Linked DNA regions of Bombyx mori: region 2 is linked to region 1. A link is a contact called in public Hi-C data. All regions are on one chromosome and are shown on one strand. Each heading gives the region's core, a stretch centred on a gene start, on an enhancer-like site or on the middle of the called end of the contact. The rest is flanking DNA. Distances are from core to core; before and after follow the strand shown. Region 1 overlaps LOC101745631 (rho guanine nucleotide exchange factor 10). Region 2 has its middle 27 kb from the start of LOC101745631.

Evidence for each region. A called contact is a pair of places that touch in the nucleus more often than the background predicts.
Region 2: a Hi-C map of whole pupa shows a contact between it and region 1, with 7 times the contacts expected there. The contact joins two enhancer-like sites. A contact is called at or near these places in 2 of 7 Hi-C or Micro-C datasets (midgut and whole pupa).

What each region holds. Positions count from the first base shown.
Region 1 is chr8:8,717,006-8,723,940 of ASM3026992v2, reverse strand. LOC101745631 (rho guanine nucleotide exchange factor 10) reads left to right here. Exons shown (of 14, transcript XM_012695463.4): 6 at 3,887-4,046. Among protein-coding and RNA genes, the nearest start is that of LOC100101187, 23 kb to the right of the region's middle. Within about 2 kb of position 2,525, at least 2 of the 8 cell types and tissues checked have open chromatin away from gene starts, as enhancers often do.
Region 2 is chr8:8,786,773-8,794,038 of ASM3026992v2, reverse strand. No RefSeq gene overlaps it. Among protein-coding and RNA genes, the nearest start is that of LOC101745631, 27 kb to the right of the region's middle. Within about 2 kb of position 5,583, at least 2 of the 8 cell types and tissues checked have open chromatin away from gene starts, as enhancers often do.

The sequences.
Region 1 (6,935 bases), core at 1,276-3,775:
AACAAACGTTACGTAGTGACTTTTTCTTTGTCTTTTTCCATACTAATATGAATGATATTTAGAGCCACTTTCTATCTTTCTCTATTTGATCGATCCTTGCAAATTTGTGGTTTGTAGCTAACAAGACCATTAAGAGTTTGAATTGAAGAAGTGAAGAGTTAGAAATAAACATAAATTGCACATATGAACTGTTTTGTCTGATGTTCGCATACTAAAGATAGGCATATTAAGAAGTAGGGACTAGGGATATATTTCAATAAAGTACGAATAGACGAGGTCGTATCCCTAATGAAAATGGCGCCGAGCGTTGCCGGACAATATTTAAGGAGACAAATTGAGTTACATTTTTATTATTTTTTTATTGCCTTTGTAGGCAGACGAGCATACGGCCCACCTGATGGTGAGTGGTTACCGTCGCCCATGGACTTCAGCAAAGCCGCTGCCTACCGCTTAATACTCTCCACAAGCCTCTTAATGGAGTCTGCTTTATATTATGTTAAACATTGTTTCAATTATCACAATATTTTCGGTATTTAATTATTGTTTATGTTCATAATGAACGTTTAGACGTAACAAATAAGATCTAATGTTTAAACAAGGTTAATCCTAACGTAAGCCGACATTATTTGTTTATTAAACTACGCACTCAATGCTTTCATTTAGATTGAGCAATAATGGTGGAACCCTTCAAACCGGAATCGAAGACTGCTTCGTGGCAGAAATAGACAGTAAAACTAGGGGAATTGAATTTAGTTCAATTCAACCCATTGAAGAAACAGGTGTTCTGTCCGCGTTCACTACAAAGAAAGATCCTTTTGTCGTGACGCCGCAATTCGAAGGAGTCTATATTTCGAGCGGTGTTCAGTATAGCTGTATCGAAGTAATTTAGAGTACCGGGAGTCTTCAATAGAGCGAAGCGCCCCGGTCACCGTCCTCGTCGAACCCGTCGCTTGCGACGAAAGGCTCGACGAGTGAATTAATCCATAGACACAGCCCACTGAGTTTCTCGCCGGATCTTCTCGCGTTTACGATCCAGTGGTAGATTCTGCGAAGCACTGCTCTTGCTACAGCCAGTGTTAGTAACACACCCGGCTTGAGCCCCGTGAGCTCACCTGCACGTGAAGGAGAAGCCGATATAGCCTCTCAAGGCTATCAGCATAGGTAGGAAAAAAACAGAGCGAAGCGGTAAGTACTTCACGAACAGTCTCATGTTTAACAAAGTGCTAGTCCGGCCTCATATGCAGTAATTCCATTTGACAAAATTGAAAAGCGGCACGTTGGGATTGTCGATAATCCCGCTCTAATTATCGTTCTATCTCTGGATTTTCAGTGGAACCTAAGCTCCCTCTGTGTTGTGTATCGTATGTTGCATAGGAAGTGCTGTGAAGAATATGTTGTATGATCCTGTCGAATGCATTTTATCATCTAATCGCCTGCTACCGAAGCAGAGGTCATTTATTTACCTGCAAACAATACGCTCATACATCCGCAGTCCATTTTTAGATGTATTTTATGCCATGTACCATCTGACTCTGGAATAAGACACACGCTATGTCACATTACACTACTAATCCAAAGCGTCAGCCGATTTGTTTTGGATAGGGACCGTAGGTGCCGTACATAAAACTTATTTTACATTATCATTTAAGTTTCCATACGCCCTTTAGTAAATACTTTACAATTCGTTTTTGAAATAGATTTTAATAAAATAGACTAAACACTCCAACGTAAGGATTCGTATCATTTTCTGTATTCAATAATAAGTCGCAATTATCATCGAAAGCTTATAGCGTTACTACCACAATTGACTGTCTACTTTTAACGATAACGCAAAATGGTATTGGCCAAGCAAAAAAAACACATTGACACATAGTATTAAGATAAACAAACATTTTTTTTTGTGTAATATTACATAGCCTTGAAAGGCAATGGAGCTAAGACACAATTTACCCAAAATGGAGTTATTACGGCTGTGAGCAAATTTTTAAACTAGCCTATCGATTTTGGTATAATTTCAATTAGAAACAAAAATTCTATTACGCATACATTCATTGCGATCAAACTTTAGAATTTTTTTTAGAAATAAAGTATGTGTTATTTTTTTTTATAATAATCCATAATTGATCTTAAAAAAAACACTTCAATAAAATTGATAATATCTGTAAGCGTATGTTTCACATTGTTATTACGTCGTCTTCTCGCATCTTCAGAGTAATTAACTGCCATGGCAGTCCGTCACGCGAATGTCACATTACCCTTCACAATTAAATTGTAATAACATCTAATTAGCAAAATGAAGTCTTCTCTTATTGCCCTCGTCAGTAGACGAGCATACGGCCCACCACCACTCAAAATGAAGTGGTTACCAATCTCATGAACGTCATCAACACCAGTGGCACAGCGAAGCCGCTGGCTACCGCTGATTCCTCTCCTCTCAAGTCACGGAATATATAATAATACATGAAGCATAACTTACAAGGTCCATTGCGAATGTGTGCGTTTACAATTTACATTAAACACGAGTTATTTCGAGATGTGACGTTATTTCTGACGAATATACGTTTTTGCTTGTATCTCGTTAGCGTATGAAGAGATTGTGAATCCGTGAAAATTAGTATTTAATTGCTATGTTCTGTTGTCGTACTCAGTTTTTTTTGTTGTTCTAAATCATGTACGCGTGTTAATAAGAGCGAATACGTTCTGGCCGTTTGTAATATTAAATGAACTTTATAAAGAACAGGTTGGTAAATGTAATCTTCCGCATCATTCCAATCCAATCACGATCAGTGAGGATTCACAAAAAAATACATTAATTTCCTACTTACTTTATTCCTCATTTGAAGGATGATTTATAATTTTAATATAAATAGGTATGTACTTACCTAAACATATATAAATAACATGATGGCGGTCTGACGTTATGCATTGTGATTTTACTAATAAAATTTCCATCCTTGTAACGGACGAGAAATACGTACATATTCAAACGATTTATTGTCCCATAGCACCTTTTTGTTTGAGTTATAAAGTTGGTTGTGTTCCTCTGGCCCGATATCGCTTTGAAACTTAAAAATATTGTTGATTCGTTGGTACATGAATGGTCAAATCTCCAGGCGCACTTTTGTATTAATAACGCAAGAAAAAAATGAAGCCTCTTGCGACAGTAATCTTTTTTTCCTTAAGATACAGAATATTCGCTATATTTATGAGAATTATATTTTAATGAGATAGTCATACGATACGAACGTAAACATAGGTTAAGAACAGGATAATTGCACGCTCGATGCAGGACTTGTTCTTTGAAATCGTAAATTGGTGATGTTCTTTTGAAATAATAAATACTAGCTTACAACATAACCGTTGGCAACAACAACATTTTTTACATGGTAGAATTATAGTTCCAACAATATTACGTAACGTGTTTATTGTTTACATTCTTCTTTCTCTCTCTCTCTCTCTCTCTCTCTCTCTCTCTCTCTCTCTCTGTTTCTCTCTCTATCTGTGATGAAAATAATTTTTGCAGTAAATTTCAAGGCGAAGCTTAATTTTTGTTCTTGTTTTTTTAATTATTTAAAAATTACATGTTGAAGCGAAACCACACGTAGCATCAAGTAGTGGATTAAGTTATTGAAGAAAATCAGTATTTTTTATTATCATATTATGCCCTCCTCATCTCGAGAGGTTGCCGGAACAAGTGGACTCTTAAACCCGAATACAGCCAGCCTTGACATCAAAAACTCATGATCTTGGATTAACGATCATAGGACCGTGATATATATATATATATCTTTAGTGTTATGAGACAAAAAAGCGTCTATTATTTATTTATTTTAACAGTTTTGCAAGAAAACAAATACGGAACAAAAATTGTTATGTTTTTCCACAGGACTACAAAAAGCCCCTCGAAGAGAGCAGTCCGGCCATATTGAACGCCAGTAAAATACAAACGTTATTCCACCGTCTACCTGACATCCTACAATGCCACCTACACTTCCGCACCGCTCTGGCCGACTGTGCGCAGACGTGGGACCGCGATGAAAAAATAGGTAACTACCTCTTTTTTTTTCTATTAATATTATGTAACCATTTTTAAAAACACCATGGCGGTTGAAGATCTTTAGTTTTTTTTTAACCGACTTCAAATAACAAAAGGTCTGGGACATTTTCTTTTATTTAAGTACTTAAATAGGTAGATGATGTATCTGATCTTATTCATATTATTATGTTCCGTGAATGGCAATAGCCACCTTAAGACTTAAATTCGTTAACCGTCAAACTAAAACGCCTGCTTGCTTCATTTCATATCATCAATAAACTACGTCCGATGTCTTCGTGCCTTTTATTATATTTAGCTACTACAACTAATAACAATTGTAAAATTAAATAAAAAAAAAATTGATTTTAAATGCGCGCAATAAAACGCGACTTAGCAGCTGACGCTTTTGTGATTCGCATGGACGGGTAGCATCCTCTTTCATTGCTTTATTTCTCGTTTATCATCATCATTCATTCTCCTGCCCTTCTCCCAGTCACCTGGGGTCGGTGCAACATGTTTTATCTTTCCATACTCCTCTATCATATATCATTTCTTCGCTCACTCCTCTCTTACACATATCGTCTTTCACACAATCAATCCATTTTTTTCTTAGGTCTACCTTTTTCTAAAGCCTTCCACATTCATAATTAAAACTCTTATAACAACCTCAATGTAATTTTTTCGCTTTTGTTGTCTTTGTATTTATTTCGCGTTTACATATTTACTAAAAAAATGAAGTGAAACTTTTTTTCTACTTATATTCAGGTTGTTTATTATTAGTCCGGTCGTCGGAAAACCACTGAGAACCTCACGACTTCGATTCCATATTATGTATTACGTGTAAAACATTCATAGTCTTTTGTTTTTGTTATTGTCATTGTTTCTTAAATCAATTAACCACGTCAATAACTATTAAAGGAAAAGATTTAATCGATATACATACGGAGGAAACTTTCTGAAGTTTTATTTTGTTCTAAATATTTATATACAGATTATTTACAGCTTTGTTTAATCAGCTCCATCCAATATAAACAACATGGAACTTCCAGTAAAAAGTTTACGTACAGAATATTTAAAGGCTAATAATATTAAAGTGTTCCCGTGAAACTGTAACACACATAATCGGGTCCAGTTACGTAAACAAGTTTTTTTTTTTATCTCTGGAATCGGTTTATTCATACTTCTCAAACGTTAGTCATTTTATTAAATGAGGAACGCACGCGTGGCGCATATAGCGGCTCGTGAACGATTTTTAAATTTAAAAAATGATACATTCGTTGACACAATTAATGTTTATGGACCATTAATTTTTTTGCACGTCTGCAACTGTAGTCCGAAAGAAACGTACGTGGCGCCTTTAAAAAAATATATTCGGTCGCGTCATCGCGATGTACATACTACTAAAGCTCGAAAATAAATTTCACGCGAACCACAAAAAAATAGATGTGGCAATTGTTTGATATTGAAATATGTATATATATATATATTGCTTGAAAAGTACTCTGCGATATTTATTTTATTTATTTTTAAACATTTAGTGCATTAGTTGGTTAAACGAACTCGAGCGCCGGGCCTTCTTGTGTTAAGTCGTATCTAATGCCTGCTCGGTTGAGTAGTGCGATATTTTATTGCTTACATGGGTGGACGATAAAAATAACGTCACAGCCCTATTAGTATCTAGTATTAAGTGTTTATTAGTATCTAGTAGTTTATTAGTATCTACCCTATTAGTATCTAGTATTAAGTGGTTACTGGAGCCCAGTTCTAAGGTCTCAAGTCTAGTTTCAGCGGCTGCCTTCAAACCGAAGCGCATGAAATAGGCAGGGTGGTGGTACCTACCCGCGCGGACCCATAAGAGATCCTGCCACCAGTAATTACGCAAATTATCATTTTGCGAGTTTAATTTTTATTACACGATGTTATTCCTTCACCGTGCAAGGCCACCGTGAACATTTGTTGAGTGCGTATTTCATTAGAAAAATTGGTACCCGCCTGGGATTCGAACACCGGTTCATCTCTCAACACGAATGCACCGGACGTCTTATCCCTTAGGCCACGATGACTTTTGAACGGTTCAAGATGATAATGATTTAATGATGACAAAGTACTCTAGTACGACATAATCGCATTCGACATTCTCACTTTATTTGTAAACCCTTTTAATGAAATAACCATACGTCTAATAACATACAGGATGTTACATTTCTGTAATAAAAACGCCCATAAATTACTTTATTTATATACTAGCGACCCGCCTTCGCTTCGCTTTGGGAACTGTAATTTAATATTGGTTATGAAAATGAGATGGCAGATTTTTTTCTACTTACTTGACACTTATCGTTATATTTTGGGTAATTCACACTATAAAGCCTATGTGTTATTCTGATGTGTAAGCTATATTATTGTAAAGTTTCATCAAAATCCATCGAATAGTTTTTGCGTGAAAGAGTAACAAATATACATCTTATATTTCAATACACATTCTTACATACTTTCGAGTTTATATAATTAGTAGGATTATAAAAATCGGGCATTACTACAGAATCGTTATTTATTCTCAGAGTCGCTCATGTCACATTTTCTTTCCGTAAATTTGTTGCTGGAAAGTCGAATACAATTTTTAAAAACCTATTCTTAAAAAAATTCTCCTTTCAAAACATTCGAAATAATTAACCTAAAAAAAAAACATGTATTTTCCGGTATCGGTTTACATTTTTTAATGAAATTACAGGCAGAGAAACAAATAATTCAGTATACAGAACCATATCCATATGGATATGCTGATATCCATATGGATCCCAGGGGCACAAGCCAAGCCGCGGACTACTTATTTTATTTTTTCTCCGTTTTTTTCCCTACCTTTTTTTTATTGCTTAGATGAGTGGACGAGCTCACAGCC
Region 2 (7,266 bases), core at 4,334-6,833, 67 kb before region 1:
GGTATATCATAATACGAATACTGATCTAGATACGCCACTCAAGTCAATGGCCCGAAGGGATATGTTCAAATACGCACGCAATTGCGTATTACCTTTTTTATAATAAATGCAGATGCATAAAATTTATTGCAAATGCTTCAATACTGATATTATAAATTTGAAAGTTTGTATGTTTGTCACTTAGTCATGTAAAAATGCCTGAAGAATGGATTTATAACCTCAATTAGCCCATGGGACAATTTTATAGTCCACAACACCTGCTATGATAAATACGTCAACGTCTTTGCACATTCCTGATTTTACGACATACAAATCGTTTGGTAGTTTTATGGACCAGAAAGTGACACAAGAAACTTGTTCTTGTATTCGCAAGGTTTTTTTTTTATTGCTTAGATGGGTGGACGAGCTCATAGCCCATCTGGTGTTAAGTGGTTACTGGAGCCCATAAACATCTACAATGTAAATGCGCCACCCACCTTGAGATATAAGTTCTAAAGTCTCAGTATAGTTACAATGGCTACCCCACCCTTCAAACCAAAACGCATTACTGCTTCACGGCAGAAATAGGCGGGGTGGTGATACCTACCCGTGCGGACTCACAAGAGGTACTACCACCAGTGATTACGCAAATTATAATTTTGCGAGTTTGATTTTTATTACACGATGTTATTCCTTCACCGTGGAAGTCAATCGTGAACGTTTGTTAAGTACGTATTTCATTAGAAAAATTGGTACCCGCCTGCGGGATTCCAACACCGGTGCATCGCTACATACGAATGCACCGGACGTCTTATCCTTTAGGCCACGACGCCGACGACTTCATTTAAAGAAGGTCTTTTATTACCTAGTCTATGGAAAATAATAAAAAAGAGGATTTTTTTAAACATAATCAATCGGTATATTCACCTGCGATATAAACATCACATTCGGGATTAAGTAGTTTTTTTTTTTTTTTATTACCCTTATAGGCAGACGAGCATACGGCCCACCTGATGGTGAGTGGTTACCGTCGCCCATGAACTTCAGCAATGCCAGGGGCAGAGCCAAGCCGCTGCCTACCGATACCAAAGAAACACTTTAACACTTAAAGCCTAAAACTATTTATAAAATTTGTTCCACAAACTGCATCGCACGATCGTTTCGAACTTTTTGAACCGAATACCGTCAGTAAAAACAAACAAACCGTAATGTGATTCCTAAAACTGGGACGGATGTAACGCGTGAGGATAGTCTATGTATTTATCTTTGTGCTTTCAACATTAAATCGATGGAAAAGGAGGCACGGCGCCAACAAAACATTTCAATTTGATGTGCGCAAGCATCAACGTAATCTATGAGATTCAAATGCGATTTATTTTACCCCGACTAAGCGTGGAATGACAAATTATACGAACACAGCTTTTCCTCAACGGGGACCTTGCAAAAGTCAAGCGGAAACGTTTGGCCTAATTGCTTAATTCCGCTTACAGTTTGAAATAAATTGGACGCGGCAGTTTATGATAAAAATAACGTTTTCAATGCATGCTATGAATAAATGTAGTTTTAGCCGTGGCATTTGTTATATTATTGTGCCGCATTGCTTCTCGGCGACATTCTAAAGTTAAACGCATGTGCACCGGAAACCACACATTCACAGAAGCGAAGTGCGTGTAAATATTATTTAACTAAGAGCAGACCGCTCTTCAGTGCAAACGGGGACGTGCACATCGCTGTAAATATTTTGCCGGTACCGCTATGCGATAAAATATTGACAGGTTTTCGACCTCCGTCAAAGTTCATCGGAATTGCTTCGTTCTGCTCGATCGTGGAATCATTTCATGATAATCTATTTCTGTTAATAATAATACACTTTTGATGAAACTATTGTGTATTGTGCTTGTTTTTATTTCGGCGAAGAATTGGGGTAGATAAATCAAGGTAGTACGATCTGCCGGAACAGAGTACATAACTAGACGATGAGGGATGCGTCGTGTCGACACATCGCCGACAAAGAACCGAGGCACGAGGCTATTTGTCAGTCAAACCTACACAATCACATAAACGTCCACGGCGCGCATACAAATGAGATGAAGAAAGCTTTTACAGGATACTTGATTGTGCGACACGTTCGAAGATGTAAACGAACACTAGTACGTTCTTTAACGCCCGCTTTACAAGTACTCACGAAATGTTATAGCCCGAAACTTTATGCTCTTACAATGAATCCAAATGTTATTGGTGAAAGTTAAATATTTATGAGCAGAGCGGCCGTAAAAGATCTATCATACGAAACCGTTTGAAACCATTTAAGGGAGCGCAAACGTGATATTAATAAGCGCTCGCCGTAAACTTGATTTAAGGGCTTATAAATTAAAATGCCTCTCTCGTTTTTTTTAACTTTCTTTCTATAACTACAACTTAGTAAAATTTTGTTAATGAGACACATTACTCACCGGCGGAACAAATCGAAAAACATTAATTGAGTAAAAGTCTCAAATTTATCACTCGAATTAAACTGATGAATAAATAATAATTTTCAACCATATTTCTAATAAGCAATTCGCTGTGCTTGATGAGTTCTCACATAATTCGATGTGACAATGCAGTGAAGACAAACCGGACAATTAGAACGACAATGAGTCACAGCGGTCTGGGGGTCAAGAGCACGAAACGCAGCCTGACTGCCTAATGAGTTTTGCGTGTGCCATAAATCGTTGCCAAATTCATAAAATCAAAGGATTCATATGTAAAACTGCTTTGACGACTGTCCGAAACGTCGGAAACAACGTAATAACAATAAAAGCGCGAGATTTAAAGGCAAAAATAGTAAATGTATCAACGACTAGCAAAAACCGAAGAATGAAATAATTAACTAACCCAAACTTCGCTACTAAAATTCCACTATAATTACGATTTTATCGGTACTAAACCAAACAAATTAACCTTGTCGAAACTGTGAAATTTCACGCTAATTTATATCACTAAAACATTATCAATCTCAGCTTTAATTGAATTGTTTCATTGAACATTTAACATTCACTTAGATGCTGACTATGGCATGTCGTATGAAGGACCGAGTTATCACGTTTCTTTCTCACGATATGAACGTCAAGTGATCTCCATATCAAGGCTCGTTAACGCCCACGCTTCCACTTTCATCTCGGGCCCCCGGCCACACGTGACCACAAACAGGGACGTCATTCTTTCCTATTATTTATTCGAGATTTTCAAGCCAATTTCGAATACCTTCGGTATTGGCAATAGCTTTGCTGCAAAATTCCCAGCGATATTTCTATTTTCGGACTCGCTCGAATGGAATGTCGACTTTGTAACTGAATGACTGCACTTTAAATCTACGATAATGTATTTAATCACATTTCTATGAGAATCTTATACTGACGGTATTTTAGCATATTGTTTCATACTTTTTTTTAGTTATCGTGTTGTAGTACTCTGTGAATCTGTGTCGTCATCCTGAGTGATACAGCGAGGAAGCAATCACACTTTCCGGTTTCAAGGGTGAGACAGCTGTTGTATCATTGAACTTGAGTCAGTTTGAGCACTGAGCATTGAGCACGTTGATTGGTGACACAACAATAAAAATTGATCCAGCCACAACAACATTCCGACACAACATTTTTTGGCCCAAAACTTGAACAGCCTACCAAGAATACGTGCAAGATAATATGCAAAAATCGTAGAAATTTTTTCCCTGCCTATGCTGATAGCCTTGAGAGGCTACTTCAGCTTCACCCCAACGTGTAGGTGAGCTCACGGGGCTCAAACCGGAGTGTTGCTAACACTGGCCCTAGCAAGAGCACCGGATTGGAAATGCGACCCACTGAGACGATGCGGCGAGAAACTCAGTGGGCTGTGTCTCTGGGTTGAATTTTGTAAGGAATCGAGCTGGTTGCGTTTGTGATCGAAAATTTCGACATCTTACCCCACGGAACGCTGGACTGGCGCCTCTCACAAAACGTCCTGCCAATAGCAAAGTTCAGTAAGCATACATAGATGTCGGTCCGATAATTCAACCTAGATTAAAATTTCCAAATTGCAGTGCGGTAGCTCGCTTTGAATTAACACTTAAGCAAGATTATCCAAAATTAATTTACATATCTTGATCTTTGTCAATAGACTCAAATTAATAACATAACATATTTATAAATGCTATTAACGACATACTATGCAGATAATAGTCTTGCGAATGTCAAACGCCACCTCGAAGCCCAGAATGTCGTCATGAATGAATGTAACAAACACAACGGTTGTGTTATGACAGTTGAATACATTTTATCTTCAGAAGAACATCTGTTCTATTGCTACTTGTAACAAAATAAATGTCTCTGCAGATTGTTTATGTTACGTTAGGCTTGCGACACAACGCATTACGGAGATTGTATCACTATGTTAGTGTGCTATGGAAAGTGAGTTCTATTGGGTGATCCACGAAAAAATACCTTTGTAGCCGGGCTGGTTGGTTTGCATCGTTAAATTTTGAATGTTTTTTTTATAACAGACCGGACGCGAGCTCAAACCTGTTTTCCTAGGGATCGACCACACACCTTGCTCGTCGTATATACTCCATGATAGTTTAACAACCAAAACAAAGAAAAGTCAGCTGATGTAACAAGTCTATAAAGCTTTCACATTTTATATCTTCATTGAAAGTTAATCGAAAGTAATTTAGAGATACGCGCAACATTTATTATTTAATAAATGTCTGTTAATTACTTGAAGCATTATAATTCTGACTAATCGTGGATGTACTTAAATAAATCAATAAACTATTATGAAAATCCTAATTGTTTAAAACTATAGGTTTTTTTTGTCGATTCTGAAACTGCTTCGTAGCGTCGAGGATACGGTATGCGATAGATGAATAGATAACAAGTACTTAAAATGTAGGACAGGAAAGATAATTTGGAGATAAGAAACAACACTGAACTGTTAAAGTTTATTAAATGTCAAACGAAAGCGTTATCAATTGTAACAACGGCGTAAAAGTTGTCTAAGTCCTTTGTGTTTTCTAAAAATGCATGTGTGGAGTGTCTGGCCAAACTAAAAGGTGCCACCCACGGCTTGATTACACAGCAGACTGTTCTGATGAATTACAAGAAATTATGCAGAGAGCCCGCCGACACAGCTCTCTCACACCTTTCTCGATCTCGATAGTTCGACTATCACATGTTATGATTTTAGTATCTGCACTTGATTTTATTGTCGATTATTCCGAGAAGTGTTTCCTTAAGTTTCTAGTCATGGAATGTAAGCCAAATGTAACGACCATGGTTGAGCACAAAGAATTTCTCGAACGCGACAGCCCACCCAGAGAGTTCGCAACCCATTCCCATAATCTTATCTATCAATGATCAATGTGGGTTCACAGACTACGCTTCGCTAAGTTAATGGACTGTTTTCTCTGAAGATTGTTTTCGTTTGTCACTTTTTTCGGCTGCACAAAACTAATTCAGAAACAATTATTAGTTTAACCTCGGTTACATTTAATTTTAAATTAAACTCGTTTAAGATAAATACATTGATCGCGAGGCGAGTGCGCGGTTGCGAATGTCGCGGTAGGTTCGTCGCGTGAAAATATTTATTGAGCACTTGATAATCATGCTGATTCGTACCCGATTGTGGACTGTGAACATTATGTAAATCCATATAACCGTGACCTTTCTGCGAAGCAATGTTTGTTTGTTTTTTTTTTTTTTGCTTCTTCGTTATTTTATTACCGCTTTTTATACGATTCATGTTTAACTTATTAAGTTTAAATCTATGTTTTTCGTTCGAAGTTTTTATCTTGTATTGTAGTAACGATCTTGTGATGTACATTTAATTGTATTAATATGCGTTCAATCCCGTGGTTTTTGTTCCCGTTTTAGATTTAAAAACTAAACGTATTTTCCTGGTTCAAAGGGTACTTAAGTCTTAATTTGTTTATGACTAAATTATATATAAAGTTCTAAGAAAAACCACCATCAAAATGATGAGTAAATCTAATGAAAGTTTAATTTTCTCGAGTAAATTCGAATGAATTAAATAATCTACCGCACAAAAAACACCAAAAGAATTATAAACGAGATTTTTTTTAAATATTCGAATTAAAAACCTAAATTATTAGACTATCCCAATATATGATTTTCTTCTGTGTGTATGCTACTTCTGCATCGATGTAGATCTAACGAAAAAGACATACAGGTAAGACATCAAGACCGAAACCCGTACACCAAACATCTTTTATAAAGAAACTGGGAATCAAACCCGGTGACACAGGAGTCAGTACCATTAACCGCTAAGAACTAAATCAGTGAATTGACCCAGCACCCACGAAATGTGCATTGCTCACGCATCATTGCATAAAAGATAATAAAAATAAATTTATCCTTGTACTGAAATGGTTAAAATCAATGTTTCAATGTATCTGCAATCAACTGTGTATCAATATTAACAGAGTTAATGTAAATGTAAAGAATGAACAATTGAGGAAACGATATTAATTAAGGTACGTAAAATTTACAGATTGTATTTAGATAAGCTTCAATTAGCAAAAGGATGCTACATTAGTTCAATACAAAAAAAAACATACAAATTCTATCTCTTTTTTTGTTTGAAACCTCTCTATTGACTTTCTCTGAATACTCTTTTTTTATTGCCCTAGTTATACAGACAAGTTTGCAGCCCACTTGGTTAAATAGTTACCGTAGCCCATCGAAATCAAATAGAATAAAACCACCCCATTTCTTCCGGCAGGCCTTATAAAAAAGCGACAAACGTATTCACCGGAGTATGGGCAACAACGTTCTTTGAGAACTGTATCAACGTACCATCGATATATTACCACCAACGTACCTATTAAACCAACCCGCCTTTACTGGTGTTAGGGCCTATTGTGTTTTTGAACATCATTCGCGCTCACAATACTAAAACATCAGTGTTTTTTGTAATTAAGTAATTAGGTATTTCGAAGTCGTCGTGGCCTAAAGGATAAGAGGTCCGGTGCATTCGTGTTAAGTGATGCACCGGTGTTCGAATCCCAGGCGGGTACCAATTTTTCTAATAATCGAATTCGAATCGAATTAATTGAAATCACGTGATTGTCGTCAATCTGGTGTTTGATTACAGACTATAAAGTGAATTTTGATTCATTCACTGAATTCAGTGGTTTTTCGCTGAACCTATTAATATTAAAGAATGTATGGGTAGATTGACTAATGTTTAGTTAATTGGGAATGCGAAGTCGTGTTTATTCGTATTGGTCTTGTAAGGATGCAAGAGTATAGG